Linked DNA regions of Zea mays: region 2 is linked to region 1. A link is a contact called in public Hi-C data. All regions are on one chromosome and are shown on one strand. Each heading gives the region's core, a stretch centred on a gene start, on an enhancer-like site or on the middle of the called end of the contact. The rest is flanking DNA. Distances are from core to core; before and after follow the strand shown.

Region 1 (3,222 bases), core at 305-2,804:
AAAAAAAGTCCAAAATTCACCTGAAGGGGGTCAAATCTGAGATCTAGAGGCGCTACTCGGAAGCCTTAACCATTATGTTAGAGGTCCTTTCACTTATAACCGTAAAAACATTCGTGTAGTATCTAAGCTGTGAAATGTTAGCTATAAAAATCGAAACATGTTAGATTGAAATGACTACGAAACAATAACTTATATATATATATTAGCAAAATGCTCGTACATTGCATTGATTTCTATATATTCTTAAGTATAGAGTATAAAATAAAAAATACGTTGTTGTGTTAGTTAAGGGGGTGTTTGGGAGTGAAGTTTTTTCACAGTTTTAGAAGAATACTGCAGTATTCTCAAATACTGCAGTATTATATACAGAATGGTGTTTGGCAAGCTGACTAAAATCTCTGCTTTCAAAACTGAAGTATTGCAAATATTATAGTTGTTTTAAGGTATTCTAAACTTAGGTCTGGACCTCAGTTTTCAAAACTGCGGTATTGTAAACCGCGGTATTGTCATGACTAAAGTATACTGTAGTATTTTAAAAAACTGTGGTTTTCAAAAACTTTGTTCCCAAACAGGGCCTAAGTGTGTGAACATGGGTTTGGAGGTAACAAACATAGTATGAATTCTCATTTGTGAATAATTTTAGGCTTTTTACCATTTAAATATTGGTGGGTGGGGAGAGAGATAAATAGAAGGGAAGGAGTGACACATGACGACGGTGCTTTATAATATAGTCTTTTGTCAAAACAACTGTAAAAGGAGTTTTTTTAAAATTTTTGAAATTTTAAAAGTAGTTAAGTAGAAAACAAAAAGACAAGAAGCCGAGCCTAGAATACTTTGAAAAATATACTATAGGAAAACAACTAATTATAAAATAGTAACATCTTAAAAAATATCTTTGATCGAGTTTTTGGCTTTTGAAAACAAAAACAACTGTAAAACCGCAGTAGAAACAAACGCCAGCCAACTTGCAGCTCCCGCAATCAATTCAGGCCAGATCCCTCTTCCTCTGTTTCGCATTCAATCCCAAGATGATCTGGATGGGTTTCTGCTGTGCGCCTCAGCTCTGACAGGTATCCCATGCAGAATTTAACCCACATTTCCACCACCACCACGGCCCCAGCGCACGTGAAACGTCACTCGTCACTGCCAACGGGACCACCAGAGTGCGGGGCCCAGTATCCAGGGACGTAACAAAAAGAGAGCTTACGGTGCCCCAAAGAGCCGACCCCGCAGCCAGCCAAGGTCGCTGTCTGCACTCCACTGGCCCCACCGGTTTCGTGCCGCGGTTGCTCTGCTCACGCTCACGCGCACGCCACGTCCCCCCACGCTTGCTCCGCTTCCGGCCAGCCCCTGCGATTTCGCGCACGTAGCAGGGGCACAAGGGGCAATCCACGTGCCCCCATTAATCAAGTCAACACGAGTCGCGGCCTCCCACACCACGCTGCCCCCGCAACCAGCCGGGGCCACTTTCCCCAAACTGCCCTTCCCACCATCCCCTCTAGGCTCCAAAACCACCACCTAGCTGCTCGTCGCTCCTTGTCTCGTCTCCTTCACTCACCTCCCCCCGCGGCCCGCGCCAATGGCCGATTCGCCAAACCCTAGCTCCGGCGACCTTCCCGCCGGCGCTGGGTGCTCGCCGGAGAAGCCGGTCCTGGCGGATCGACGTGTGTCTGCGCTCGCCGGCGCCGGCGCGAGGTACAAGGCCATGTCCCCCGCGCGGCTGCCGATATCGCGGGAGCCGTGCCTCACCATCCCCACCGGGTTTAGCCCCGGAGCTCTCCTCGAGTCCCCCGTCCTCCTCAACAACTTCAAGGTAAATTTACCGCGCCTCCCTGTATCTGCCACTCGCGCCACTCACTCACTGCTCCCGTGGGATCTGCGAGTTCCGCCGCCTCCATGTCACGCAGAGGTTGATTCGGGGCGGGGGAAAGAGGGATTCCGATGCGCATTAGCTTTGTTTCCTAGTTTATGAGACATTTGCGCCGGTGGGATTGAGTCGTGGAGCCGGAATATCGAGCTTTTGCCCCGCGCTTTCGCATTTCCGGTGGTGATATGCGGCTTCTGGAGCTGCCTTTCCCGCTGGGTTCTCGGGGATATGGTTGTTTTTGCTCGGCTCCTCCTTCTGGGGCGCCCCTGCGCCGTCTATTTGGTGCGGGGTGATGGGGAGAGCTGTTGCTTGTGCGTCTGGGGGAATTATTCTGTCCGGCACACGCTTAGTGGCCCAGAGAACAAATCATTGCGTGGCTTGGCATTTCTCTCGTGAGGGCTTTAAAGGGCCTTATTTAAGGAAATGTCTCCTCAGCCTCGGGTGGTATGGTACTAGTCTCGACTGCTAAGGGATGGTACACTTCCATAAAGAAAGCATCAAGCTGCTGGGGAAAAGAAAAGAGTGAATTTTGCAAGCTTCGACTATGGATGGCCATTTCGTTGCTGTTCTTTTGTTGAGATTGGTTTAAGTGCTGTCTCTGGTTTTCGTTCTTCTTTCTGACTACTCTCAACCCGAAATCAGTGAGGATAGGATGCTTGATTACAGATTCATAATTATTTTTCTGTTACAGTTTGTTGTTACCGTTGACATTCTTTTATGTTCCCTTTTCCAATCATTAGATGCTTGGCAAATATATTCTTCTCACTGAAGTAAGAATTAATGAAGTTAGTATCCATTTCAGATTTCACCGGTGGTTCTAATAAACCTTTAAGGGCTTGTTGACACCTTTTTTGGGTGCCAAACACTCAACAAGAACCGGCGGCGGTGCTCTCTGCACAGGCGCGGACGGTCCGCGACCAGGGACCGGACGGTCCGCGACCTGGAGCAGGGGCAAAGATTTCCTGCCTGACGGCCGGACGGTCCGCGCCTACAGGCCGGACGGTCCGCGCGTGCGCAGGGGGTGGCGAAGGTCGCCGGCGGCGCCTGGATCTCGCTCCCGGGAGGGACCCCGTCGGGGAAGAGAGATCCTAGGTGTTGTCTAGGCTCGGCAGGCCGACCTAGACTCCTCTAATCGACGTAGAGTCGAAGAGAGGCGGAGAATTTGGAGATTGATAGGCTAAACTAGAACTAGACTAGAACTATTCCTAATGCGTAAGGTAAAAACGAGAAATAGACTTGATTTGTTCGATTGATGGGGGTTCAATCGGCCGTAGCCCTTCATCTATATAAAGGGGAGGTCTGGATCCGCTTCCAACTGATTTCCGAATTAATCCCGCGGTTTTAGGTAACAAATC
Region 2 (3,222 bases), core at 522-3,021, 130 kb before region 1:
AGACATTGAACTCAGTATTGATCCTGAATCATCATTAAGGCCAACATAACCAATTGGACTGCCTAATCTGTTTGAACTACTATTGAAGTAAGAACCTATTTGCCGCCCATTGGAGCTATTGGCAAAACCAGAACTTGCACCAAAATATGCACTCATTCCACCTTCAGCATTCATGCCCATTCCATAACCTGGACCAAACGAAGAGAACCCATTCCGTGCACCCGTAAGGAGACCATACCTTCCATCCACCCTCATGCCATAACCACCCAGGGGGTTCGGGTTGTAACCCTGGTTGAAGCCATTTAGGAAGTTATGAACCCTGCTCATAGCATAGTTCTGCCCTCCCGCAGGTGAACGTGCAATAGGACCAGGAGACTGCTCCTTTGGCACAGCCCTCTTAACCTCGACCATTTTACCATTCAGCTCATGGAAGTTCTTGTGCAGTGCCTTGTCCACTGCGTCTTCTGAGTCATATGTGATGAAACCAAAGCCCCTAGGCCTCTGCGTGTTGTGGTCATACATCACTACCACATCGGTTATCACACCAAATTGCTCAAAATACCTCCTAAATTCGACCTCGGTAACATTTGAGGCCAGACCTCCAACGAAGATCTTTCTAGTGCGTCCTGGTCCAGGTGACCCTATGCTGCTGTTGTTCTTGCTCGCAATACTCTGGTCGTCCCTAGGAACGGCCTTCTTTGCTTCCACCTAAATTGGAAACAGATCGTAAAGTGAGAAACAGCTCCCAGTAAAATGTACGTCAATGCAACAGCAGAGAGAAAGGTGAGAGCATAACACAAGTACCATGCGCCCGTCGATCATGTGCTTATCGAGGGTGACGCGTTCGGCGATCCCGGAATCGGCGAAGACGACGAACCCGAACCCACGGGCGCGGCCGGTGTTGCGGTCCCGCATGATAACGGCCTCGGTGACCTCGCCAAAGCGACCGAAGTACGCGCGGAGGCGATCCTCGTCCGTCTCCCAAGAGATGCCGCCGACGAAGAGCTTCCCGGAGTCCGCCTCCATCGTGTCCGTCCTCCCCTCCCCTCCTCCTCCCCCTGCAATCCACAACAGCAGGCCCAGTTTCATACCAGCCAGCCACTGCCAAATGCAGACAAATCCCCGACTTATCCGCAGTGTCCACCACAAAAAAAAAAAAGGACACGGGCATCAAATAGATCCGAGCCGAAAGCAACGCCGCGATCAGGGCAACGAGCGCGCGCCCACACGGGACAAAACGCCAACGCCCCCTCACAAGGCCACGGAATTACGCGGCCGCCGCGAGATCCGTACCAGATCCGGCCGCCCCCGGCGCGATCCGGCACCGATCGGCGCAGCGAGTAACCCGCTGTGCGCGACGGCCGGATCAAAAGGACGCTTACCGGTCGGTCGGTCGGCGGCGGCGGCGAGGAGGGATCAGGGGGCGCCCGCGTCGGCGTCGCCTCTCCTCTCGCTGTCCCGCTAAGATCTCGATGCGGGCATGGGAGGGAGGAGGTGGTGGGAGGAAGTTGCTTGGGTCCGGACGGCACGTCTCGTCTCCTCCTCTCCTTTTTATCAAGCTTTTGCTTCCCCCTCCGCTCGGTGGCTGGCGGGCGATGCCTTGCCTGCCGCGATGCGGTGGTTGTTTGTTTTTACCCTTGCGGGGGAGGCTGCCTTTTTTAATCGCTCCCAGTGCCCTGCGATTGCGGTCCTCGGCTGAATTGGGAAAGGTAAGGGTGGGGGCGGAAATGCATAAATAATGGAGAGGCAGGTCGGCGCCGCGCTGGAGGCGATGGATGATATGGGCTGCTTGTGTGGTGCGGGGAAGGAGACGATGCAGGATAGCAGCAGCTGCTGGGCTGTGGCTACGTGCGCGGCGAAGTGGAGGCCGGAAGGGGGAGAAGCGAGGAGTGAGCGAGGTGGAGCCTACGCGACAGACAGGCACGCAACCGAAGCGGGCGGGGATGGGTTGGGCTCCCGTCCCGTGTCGCCGCGGCGCGCTGGGGCCTGTGGGGCGCGGGCGTGCGGCCCGTCCAATCCTCGCGCTGCGGTATAGGTGCATGCGGCACCCACCCGGCCATCCGGCAGTCATGACGTGAACGTCGAGGTACGTAAAAAAATTCCCTTTTTCGGCTTTACCACTAGTAAGGTACTAAGGTCACTACACGGGCACTATTTTACGGTTATCTTTAGTCAGGGGCGGATTTACGACTGGCTGCAGCCGGGTCGCGGTCCAATAACGCGAGGAGCAGGTCTTCAGCCGCAGCCCAGCAGCTTCGCTAGTCGCTACGCTAGTTCAGCGTCTAGCCGCCGCCGCGCCGAGGGCATCCAGATGCGAAGACGCCAACGCCAGAGCCGCAGACGCCGCACAAGTCTTCTGGCCTTCTGGGCACCCACGCCGCGGCGCCACGCGCCCACGCGAGTCTTCCACCGACGGTCCGGCGCCCAGGCCGCCAGCCGCTAGGCGCCAGGCGCGACCGCGGCACCGCGCGACCGCCCAGCCCAGGCCGCCACGCCAGCGCCACTGCGCCAGGCCCGCCCGACTGCTGTCCGCCTGTCCGCTGGCCCGCTGCCGCCGGCTGCCGCAGTGCCGCTGCCGCACGCGGCACGCCCGCCGAGGCCGAGCGCCCGAGCCGGACAGCCGCCGACCGCCCGACCGAGTGCCCGAGCAGGCGAGCAGAGCTGCAGAGTGTCGGTCGGCCGGTGAGCCCTTCTGTATTTCTGTTTCTGTCAAGTTTGATTTGAAGTTTTAATTTGAATTTGATTATTTATTTGATAGTAATCTCATGTTTAATTATAGCTTGCATCTTGTGTTTAAATTATTTTTAGACTTATTTTTGGACTACATATTTCTTCAATGTTTAAATTATAACTTGCATCTTGTGTCATATTAAATATCAATTATATTTTTTGTTTGGTTTAAATTTTTTTTGTGTTAGTCTTAATTTAGTAGCCCTCCTCTTAGATGAATCCTGGATCCGCCACTGTCTTTAGTGACTCTTTCCCGACAATTATCCTATTCGTACTTACGCTGGTCCAAAGTAAATATTGTGCAATTAAGATCTTGACGTAAAAACGAGTTTATAGTCTGCAGAGTTTCACACATTACATATTTGATTGGTTGCATGCACACCCCGTCAGGTGTGTTGACCAAGCGGATGACTCTGCCTGCATTCGTGGGGCTAAAGCTGCACCTGCAGCTACAACATAGGATAAATATCACTTCCTCTCCCTACATGGGCA

The links. Hi-C and Micro-C count contacts between places; a contact is called where the count stands out from the background.
Region 2: a Hi-C map of tassel shows a contact between it and region 1, with 4 times the contacts expected there. The contact joins the promoter of LOC100279976 here to the promoter of LOC100279793 in region 1. A contact is called at or near these places in 5 of 25 Hi-C or Micro-C datasets (bundle sheath, leaf, root tip and 1 more).

What each region holds. Positions count from the first base shown.
Region 1 is chr7:170,368,526-170,371,747 of Zm-B73-REFERENCE-NAM-5.0, reverse strand. It overlaps LOC100279793, which reads left to right and starts at 1,554. Exons shown (of 6, transcript NM_001152751.1): 1 at 1,554-1,813. The coding sequence starts at 1,580.
Region 2 is chr7:170,501,264-170,504,485 of Zm-B73-REFERENCE-NAM-5.0, reverse strand. LOC100279976 reads right to left here and starts at 1,771. Exons shown (of 4, transcript NM_001152924.1): 1 at 1,383-1,771; 2 at 805-1,058; 3 at 1-708. The coding sequence starts at 1,026.